Linked DNA regions of Sus scrofa: region 1 is linked to region 2. A link is a contact called in public Hi-C data. All regions are on one chromosome and are shown on one strand. Each heading gives the region's core, a stretch centred on a gene start, on an enhancer-like site or on the middle of the called end of the contact. The rest is flanking DNA. Distances are from core to core; before and after follow the strand shown.

Evidence for each region. Hi-C and Micro-C count contacts between places; a contact is called where the count stands out from the background.
Region 1: a Hi-C map of heart right ventricle shows a contact between it and region 2, with 5 times the contacts expected there. The contact joins the promoter of MPG here to the promoter of AXIN1 in region 2. A contact is called at or near these places in 2 of 47 Hi-C or Micro-C datasets (fetal heart ventricle and heart right ventricle).

The regions. Positions count from the first base shown.
Region 1 is chr3:41,544,838-41,549,991 of Sscrofa11.1, reverse strand. MPG (DNA-3-methyladenine glycosylase) reads left to right here and starts at 1,653. Exons shown (of 5, transcript XM_013987736.2): 1 at 1,653-1,774; 2 at 4,089-4,322. The coding sequence starts at 1,739. RHBDF1 (inactive rhomboid protein 1) reads right to left here and starts at 1,552. Exons shown (of 17, transcript XM_021086953.1): 1 at 972-1,552.
Region 2 is chr3:41,342,318-41,346,985 of Sscrofa11.1, reverse strand. It overlaps AXIN1 (axin-1), which reads right to left and starts at 2,078. Exons shown (of 11, transcript XR_002342476.1): 1 at 2,029-2,078.

The sequences.
Region 1 (5,154 bases), core at 404-2,903, 200 kb before region 2:
GGGACACACACAGAGGTTGTGCAAGCCCCTGCACTCAGGGTGGAACATCTGGAGAAGTGGGTTGCTGGTTCCAGCCCTGCCTCCTCCTCCTCCTCCTGGAGGCCAGGCCTGCCCTCTGAGTCTCTTTCCTCATTTCCAGTTGGGGACAAGACTCCCCATCAGGAATGTGTGGACTCCCTGAAATTTCTGCAAGGAGCGTGCACCCATCGTGAAATCAAAATGCAAGTGAATGCAAAACAGCATCCCCCCCACCCCGCCCTGGCCGGGCCGGCCCGGCCCGGCCCCCACCAGGGGGACTAGGCCAGATTAGCCTCAGTTTCCCTCCGGGGGGCAGGCAGGAGAGGGGGAACGGGGGGAGTGAGCACAGGAAGGCAGGAAAGGGGACTCATTGTTTGGGCAGAATGGCTGCAGGGGGTAAGGAGGAAAGAAAGGGGTGGGAATGACATCCAGGCTGCCTCCCAAGGGGTATTTATGACACAGTGCCCTCCCCCGGAAGGAAGCGGCACAAAGTGCCACAAACAGCTGGGTGGCTTCCAGCAGGCGGCTGAAAGGCTGCTGCCCCTCCCGCCACAGGAAGTCCTGGTTGGGGCCCTGGGGGAAGGGGGAGTACAGCTGGGCCTGGGCCTGGGCTGGAGTGGGTCCCAGGGCCGGTCAGAGGAAGAAGAGGACGAGGGGGAGGGGAGGAGCTCTGGGGATCAGGGTTTTCCCAGCTGGATGTGCCCCAAGACGGTGCCCCAAGACCGGGGGCCACCCTCACGTGCGGGCCTCAGTCTGGTGGGGTCACAGTCACGTGGCCCATCCAGCATCTCACCTGACACCATCTTTACCCAGCAGCTCCTTATGGCCCCCAGGGGTCCCCCTCAAAGGGCCAAGGTGACACAAGTCAAAGACAGCATGGGGACATGCTCCTTAAGGGTTTTCCACTCAGGAGAGGGGTGTTCCCTGTACTGCCCCAGAGGACAGTGGCATACCTCATACTGTCTCCTGCCACTGCCCTGCAAGAGGGGTGCTCACGGGTCCCCACAGTCCTGGTGCTGGCCTCAGCCTCTTCCGGAGGCTGGCTTCACTCCAGCAGGATGCTGACTCCTCTCAGCATCCTTCGTAGGGGAGTGGTGGGGGCCCCACGGCAGAGACAGGCGTCCTGGAATCAACCAGTAAGTGATGACCAGGCCGGGGCGGAGGGGCATGCTTCCAGATGTCCACTTCCTGGACAAAGTCTCTCTAGTCCACTCCAACGTGTCCTCGCCACCCAAATGCCCCCCAGGCGCGCAGCGGTCCAGGAAGGCTGGTCCAAGGGCCAGGGCCGGGGTGCCACTTCCCCACGTGCACTCCACGCGCGCGTCTCCGAACAGTCGGGGCCGCCCCAAACCATTACCCCTCCAGCGGGGGCCCTCTAGGGCCCAATTACGGTTCACGACGGACCGGGGCTCTCAGTCTGAGGGCCAGCTGGCGCTGGAGAGCGGTCTGCGGCTGGGGGCGTCGGGGGAGCAAGTGGGGCGGGGCCGCGTCACTGGCGGGGCGCGGGGCGCGGGGCGGGGGGCTCGCCTCGACCCCAGCTGCCGGCTCCCCTCCGCACCCCGCCCCGCAAGGGCCCGCCCCCCCCGGCGGGAGGCGGGGCGCCGGGAGCCCGCTCGGCCCCGCCCCGGATCCCGCCCCTCCGCGCAGGCGCCGGCTCCACCCCCCGGCTGCCCGGCGCTTCCGGGTCCGCTCCAGGGTGGGCTGCGCGCCGAGAGCCGCGATGGGGCCTCCGGGTTCCCGCGCGCCGCTGGGCCAGGTGAGTGCGCGCCCAGGGAACGCGCTCCTCCCTCGGCGCCCGGCCAAGGGCCAGGGTTCGGGCGCGACTGTCCCCCGGGGTCGCACCCCCACGCGCTGTGAGCCCCGGGCCGGCGAGGGACCAGTAACGTGCGCGCCGGCCGCCCCTCGGGGTTTGCAGTTCCCAGACGGGCGCCTGCCGGCGGGGGTCGCGCCGGCTCCGCTGTTCTGTTGGCCAGAAGCAAAGTCGAGGCCAGGCGCCAGGTCGCCCCTGCGATTTGGGAGGAGAGCCTGGCACCGGTTTCCTGGTGTAATTGCCGGACACTCGGAGGCTCAGGTGCTTCAGCCCGCCCGCCACGGAAATGACGCGGCACTGACCCGAGGAGCCACTTCGCCACTCCTCACTTCACTGCCCTTCTCGGGCGGATGCATGCTGTCCGCTTCTACGAACCCCCACTTGCTCAGGTTTGATGGAGTCCTGGCGGGTCCCTCTGACGCCCCCACCTAGACGGCTGTTTGCTGCCCTTCACTGGCTGGGCCCAGCCGGGCAGGAGACCTTTGACCCCAGGTTCTGCCCAGAGGCATCCCGGGTGGGAAGGTGAGTCTTGGTACCATTCAGTGAGTGCTGGCTGTACCCGGCCAGGCGCTTACCTGGCTTCTCCTTCTCAGAACCATCTTGTGCAGCAGGACGTTGGTTCTCCTGCAGGTGAAACACATGCACAGAGACCTTAGGTCCCTTTCTGGGGCAGCTATTGCTCTTGGCGCAATGGCAGGGTCACCCCACTGCTTGCTCTGAGGCAGGTTCAAATCCTCGGTGTGCAGTGGGGCGCAGAGGCCTCTCTGAACCTCAGACCCTGGGCAGCGCTGTGAGTCCCCCACCGCCCAGGGTGGGTCATGGCAGAGATCCAGAGCAAGCCCAGTGCCTCGACACAGGCTGGGGCCAAACCTGGGGTAGGAACAGGGGCCACAACGTCCCGGAGTCTGAGCCCATGGTGGGTGTTGGCAGATGGGCTGGGCAGCAAACATGGTCACGGCATTCTCCGTTCTCAGCAGCCTGGCGGGCTCTGGGCAACAAAGGCTCTCAGTACTTATATTAAAAATAATCAGGGTGTTCCTGTCGTGGCTCAGCAGTTAACGAACCCGACTAGTATCCATGAGGAAGCAAGTTTGATCCCCGGCCCCCCTCATCGGGTTAACGATCCGGCATTGCTGTGAGCTGTGATGTAGGTCGGCAGCTTCAGCTCCAATTTGACCCCTCTCCTGGGAACCTCCATGCACTGCAGGTGCGGCCATAAAAAGACAAAATGCTACTCCTACTACTAAGAATGGGTCTGAAGTTCCCACTGTGGTGCAGTGGGTTAATGATCCAGCTTGTCCCCGTGGCAGCGCCAGTTCGATCCCAGCCTGGTGTAGTGGGTTAAAGGATCCGGCGTTGTGTTGCATTGCAGCAACTTCAGCTCAGATGCCCTCCCTGGCCCGGAAACTTCCACATGCTGTGGGTGTGGCCACAAAACCTAAAGGACAGTCAGCTGCTAGGGATGCGCTGGATTCAGCCCCCGGGGAGGGTGTTTGCAGGCCCCAGTGCTCACCTGCTCTTGTCATCCGAGAGCAGCTGGTCCCAGCGTGGCTGGGGTGTGTGGTCAGGTTCCCGGGCCCTTTGGCAGCAGGTGGGAAGCAGATGGGGTGCTGGTGTCTGCAGACCTCGGCGTTCCTCGGACCTCACTGTCCTTAGACTGACATCTGGGTCATGAGGCAGAGGACAGTTGGGGCGTCATTGGGGGTCGTGCCCTGGGCACGTGGGCTGGGGTCAAGTAGACAGTCTGCCTGGTGCTCACGTGCATGTCAGTCCTGGGCCGTTCTAGGAGGGTCTGGCACAGTGGGAGCCCTGCTAACACGGGGGAGGGGTGTGGATGACTCAAGACCCACAGCCTGTTCCTGAACCCAGCCCCACCGAGGTCACGGCTGTTTGACGAGTCCTGGCCGGTGTCAGGTGCAAAGGGCAGGGTTCCGAAGTTCCCATAGGGAACACATGTGGGTGGCGATCGGAGGGTACCAACCCTCCCGTCCCAGGCTTGGTGCCACTGTCTCCTCCTCAGTCCCTGCAGCTGTTTGCAAACTGGGCCGTGTCACTCCTGCTTGTGGGTGACACATGGAGAAGAGGGGCCACCTTGTCACTGCCACCACCAGCCTGCCTTCACATGCAGTCATTTCCCAAGTGCCCCTGGGTCCCAGCAAGGGCCGCGAAGGTCGGGGAGGGCCCCTTCCCAGCTGAGGGGGCAGCCAGGCACTTGCGTCCTTGAGCTCCGGAGGTCATTGTTTGTCCTTCCCCACGACAGCTTTCCCGAAGGATGGGGCAGAAAAAGCAGCGACTGTTGACGGCAAAGCGGCATCAGGCCCCACCCGATGGGGCCCAAATATCTTCCTCCAAGGAGCCCCGAATGGCGCCGCCCATGACCCCAGGCCCCCAGCGCAGCATCTATTTCTCAAGCCTAAAGGGCCACCCTGCTCGCCTGGGATCCGAGTTTTTTGACCAGCCCGCAGTCCCCCTGGCCCGGGCATTTCTGGGACAGGTAACGTAAATGTAGCAGTGTGCCTTCTGCCGAAGCGGTCATCACCGGGTGGCGTCTATAGGCCCCAGCCCTGGCACTGCTGGGCTCACGTCCCTGAGCAGGACCCACCTGTCCTTGTGCAGTCGGCCACTCTGGCCGCACTTGTCCCTGCAGAGCCTCAGCTCAGTCACCTGGGGAGGGCCTGGGTCCAGGACCCACTGGGAAGAATGCTCATTGCTAGAGGTGCCTGCCTGCTCTGTTCCACCTGGCACGGGAGCTTGGCCCTGGCCCGCCTGGGGTGGCCCGCAGGGCAGGCGTCTCATGGGGACCACAGTCTGACTGTGAGGGGCTGCTTTTGCCCGCCTTGTGCCCTGACACAGGGCCCCTACTGGAGCTGCCCAGCATCAGGACGGTCGAGACCGCCTCCTCCCCACAGCAGCTGGCAGTGCCAGGGCTAGCTCCCCAGCATGGAGCAGGGAGCAGGATTGCCTGGGGCCTGTGGGGGTGGAGCCTGTCACCACGCAATGTGTACCGTGAAGGTGCCCTAGCAGCAGCACTGTGGCCACATCCCTCGGAGCACCATCTGGCTAGCCCTGGCTTCCTGGTCTCCTGGAGGTTCCAAGGCACCCCTCTTCTGTTCTTTTTTTTCTCTCTTTTGTTGTCTTTTGAGGGCTGTACCCGCAGCATAGGGAGGTTCCTAGGCGAGGGGTCAAACCGGAGCTGCAGCCACTGGCCTACACCACAGCCACTGCAACACCAGATCTGAGCCGCCTGTGACTTAGGCCACAGCTCACGGCAACGCTGGATCCTTAACCCACTGAGCGAGGCCAGGGATCAAACCTGCATCCTCACG
Region 2 (4,668 bases), core at 829-3,328:
CCATTAAGGAAAACACCACCTACAGACGCTGAATGTTGGCTCTTCGCAGGCACTGAAGGACTGTGCTACAGAAAGAGCAGCCAGTGAAAGACTTAGTCCTCTGTCATGAAAATGCACTGCTTTAACGGACTAACTTTTACTTCGTGTGTGAACAAGCCCCCCATGTCACTTAAACTAGTTTTTCCTAGCCTAGAAGGAACATCTTAAAATCCATACCTATGTTCCGCTGTCAACGGACAGGAGAACTTCGGGGCCTTGGAAGCACGAGAACCTCGCTCCCAGTTCCTGCTGGTGCTGAAACACGAGCCCATTCCCGAAATGTCTGGGTTCCCACGGACAACTGCAGCGCACGTCGGGTGTGTGTACCACCCGTGAGGCATTTACATCCATTGAGGTCAGAGTCCAGTCCCCACCGACACTGACTCTGGCCCACGGTCTGTAGCCACCATCAATAAAGGGAAGCCACAAAGGGAATCGGAAACCCTGACACCTCACCGAAACGCTCCTTCGGTCCCTGCCAGGCATGCCTGGGCACCACGGCAGCTGCCTCGGTGCTATAGGTGTGTACGTACGCATTCATTTCACTCAAATATACCATCTGAATTGTTTTTTCTTTTTTCAGCCACACCCACGGCACACAGACATTACCAGCCACGGATGGAACCCGTGCAGCATCTGTGACCCATGCCAGAGCTTCGCCAACGCCCACTCCTTCACGCACTGCAACGAGCCTGGGATTGAACCAGCAGCGCCAGAGACAAGCCAGATCATTAACCCGCTGAGCCGCAGCAGGAGCTTCTTAGGTTCGAGGCGCGCAGAAACAGCAGTGCGACTCTGACACGTTCCCGTCGGCCCATTAATTAAACTCTTGAAAGGCCGGGCCCGCCGTTTCACATGTCATCCCGCCAACCAGCTAAATCCTCAATGACCTGTGTAACCCGAAAAGCTTTTCTGAAACTAGAAATCCAAGAAACTTCAACACCTGCTGAAAACCCAACAGAAACAATGCATTTGGCATACGCCTTCCCGTCCTCATCCTGGAATAGCAGCTCCTAAAATTGAACTCAGATACCGACCGCTATCTTAGGGGGCCAGGCTGAGCCTGCGTGTGTTCTCCAAAACAGGGCTCGGTCCCAGAACGCCTGAAATTCTTCCTGAGGAAGCAGAGAACACAAGGACGACAAAAAGGAGGGGCGGAGAGGCACAATAACTCTTTATCGGTTATCTAGAGACGGGCTGAGAAAAAAACACCCCCGAGGATTGGTGTATTTATTCTTCTCTGCTGTCCTGGATGCTAAGCTCTAAGTTTCACAGCTCTGGTTTCAAGAGGGATGGAATTCCAAAACGCAGGGTTGACGGAGAGTCTAAGATGTTCACCCAACAGAGAGTTTGGGGGGCAAGGCAGCCGCGGAAAGAGTAAAGCCACTCACGCGGGCCAAACCACAGCCTAGACCCAGCCTCTGGCACCGCTGCCTCAGAGGGAGCGCCCTCTTTGGGTCTCAGCCTCACTCACCTCTACTTTTTGTTAGAAGAGGGGAGGGACACTGCACCCAGGGTCCTGCTTCTGTCCGGGGTCCCTCTGCATCCCGCCCACACCCCACCCCATGCCCCAGGCCCAGGGACCACTGCACGCACCTGGCACCACCCCATCAAACAGCAGCTGCAGACCCCAGCCTCTTAGAGCAGGACCCCGCAGCCCTTCTCAGAACTGAGTCTTGCTCGCCCCCGACTAGAGCAAGTGGCTGCCCCTTCTGAACTAAATCCCAAACGCTGGCCCACCCGGAGACGCCAGTGTCAACGGCCCTCGCCTCCTCCATCACTCGCCAGCATCCCTTTTTGGACACACCTGCCCTCCTCAGAGCGGACCCACACCCCTTCCTCACACACTCAAACCCGCACACCCTCGGGGCCCGCACAGCCTCAGAGCCCCTCTTCCGGGTCCCGCGCCAGGCCCGGCCTGCGCGGCCTACAATGGGCGCCGCACAGGCCCGCGCCCCTCAGGAATGCGCGCCCGGCCGCACTACTCACCCGCGCGGCGGCGGCGGCGGCGGCGGCGAAGGCGAAGGCGGCGGCGGCGGCGGGGCCCCGGGCCCGGCTCCCGGAGCGGCACGGCGCGGTACGGCCCATGCGCTCAGCGGCGGCGCGGCCGGCGGGACGGGGCGGAGGCGCGGCCCCGGGCGGCCCCCATCGCGGCGGCGGCGGCGCGTCGGCCCGGAGGCGGGCGCGGGGCAGGCCGCAGGGGCGCCGCCGAGGCCGCTCGCCAACTCCCACCGGCCTGCTCCGCGGGGTCGCGGCTCCGGCCCGACTCTGGCCGGTGTAGCGGCGGTGGTGCCCGCGGTGGAGGCGGCTGCGGCGGCGGCGGGGGCGACCGCGATCCCTTCCCCAAGCCGGGAGCCCGAGCCCAGAGCGCCGAAGCCCAGGCCGGAGCGCCCCCGCCGGCGCCGCCCGGAAGTGCGGGGGCGGGGCCCGGGGCGCGGGGCGGGCCAAGAGCGCGGGGGCGGGCTGGGAGCGAGGGCGGGGCCTAGGGTCTGCGTCGGGAACGCAAAGCCCAGCCCTTGCGCCGTGACAGGGCGAAGAACGCGTGGGACGGAGCCTCTGATAAAGGCGACGCCCGGGCGTGTGGGCGCGGCCGAGGACGTGGGGCGGGGCCAAGAGAGTGGGAGCCGGGCCGAGAGCGCGAGACCGAGCCGGAGCGCAGGGAAGGCAAGACCGTAGCGGGTCAGGCTTCGAACGTGGGGGCGGAGCCTCGAAAGCTGAGGCGGGGCCAAAGGCGTCTAGGCGGACCGGAGGCGTGACGCAGAGCCCGAGCAAGTGGGCGGGCTCTAATGTGTCGGTGGGGGCGGGGCCTTGGTGGGGGCGGGGTCAGGGCTGCGTCGAGGGTGACTCGTGAAGGTGCGCCGGAAACTGCGCTGGACTCCTGGGGAAGTGGCTCGGGTACCGAGCGTAGGGACGAACGGGCCCCCTCAGTCGGCCCCGCAGGCGCACGCCGGGTCGCGGCCCTTTCTAGCCGCCCACATGGTGTCCACTGGCCCAGGGCTCCAGAGGTCGGCGCCCACAGGCCCCCGTAGCTCCCTGAATGGGAAGACCCTGGCAGGAGGACTGCCACTAGTCTGGCCAGGGCACAGAAAGAAGCAAGTGCCCAGGAGTTGGGCAGTTGGACGGCACAGCCAGGGTGACCGAGTGCTAAGCCTTTGGTGATATCCAGCGTCTTTCTCCCCCTTCTCCAGGCAGGCTGCCCCCGAGCCAGCCAGGACCCTACCAAGGTGGGCTTGGACTCTGCTCTTCCTAAGTCCGCAGGCAGGTGGGACCCAGCCTGGGCCAGTAGGCATCCAAGAAATACAGGTTGTCACTTGGGGAGGAGCCCCAACTTCCAAAGAGCTGTGGGCGGGACTGGCTGAGGCCTCACCCCAGCTGGCCCATCCTTCCTGGATTTCTCCCAGGTGCCATCCAGGGTCTAGACAGAGGCTCCACTTCCCACCACTGCCTACGGGCCACACTGGCCCAGGCCAGCCTGAGAGTAACGGCTTCTCGGTGTCCCACCCTACACCCACCACCCTTATCCCCCTTGCTGTTTCCATAGCAGCCCTTGCTTGATCTGCAAGCCCGGCTGACCAACTCCCCTGTTGCCCACCCACCACCAGCCGCTCCCAGAGGGAAGGATGTGGGCACCAGAAAGTGATTACTGCCCCTAAGGAATTGCTTCCGTCACCCCCGGCCCATGATCACCCAGGACTTTGTCCTCCAGCAGTGCCCCGTCAGACCTGGTGCCTTGAGAAATGCTCCAGTGGGCCACAGTGCCTGGCTGTACCCCCATTCTACCCACAAGCCACAGCTCAGGCCACACAGGGACCTTCTCACCTCCTCCTGGCCCGGGGCTCCCCAACCTCTCATGAGTCCCACAGCATCCCCAGCAGCCCTCATCTGGCTGCTCCCCGGGCTCTCCCAGCCTTCAGAGCCCTTCCCTGTGTGCATGCGGTCACTCGTCCATCTTTATGCTTTCATTACGCCCACCCCACCCCCAATTCCCCAGGTCAGCTCTGATGCCACCACATTTTCTCCTGGGCCTTGCTCACCCTCTCTGCCCATCCTCCTCATCTTCACAGCTCCCAGGCAAGGAAAGAAGTCCAGGCTTGTGGCACCCTAGCTGCCAGCCCACCTCCCACTCAGCTGCCCACTGGTGGCACCTGCCTGGGTGAGCAATACAGAGGCGTCCCAGCTCCCCGAATCCAGCTTCCCAGGACTCAGCACATCCTCTCACGCACTGTGTTTCATAGGAAAGGGGAGCAATGAGGGCCACCAGAGAAGCATTCCTAACCTGCCAGGGGCTAGGCCACCTCCTGGGGCCGTCACCATGCCCGGGGCAGGCTGGGCAGTGCGGGGGCTGTGGGTGGGGACAGCACATCAGAGGAGCTGAACAGCTGAACCCACGTGGACCCACTGGGGTCCTGGTGGCCGGTGTCACTCTCACCCACATCCAGCTGGGGTGGCCCTAGGCCTCCGGACGCTGGTACAGGAGATGCCTTTGCAGAGCCTCCCCCACCCTCTTCAGCCTCAGAACCTTAGAGACAGAGTGGGTGGCCTTCATGGCACAGCAGAATCTTTGTGGGGTGCAGGGAGTCCTGGGTAGGCCAGACAGACAGCAGGACCTTCTGGACGTTGGTCCTCAGG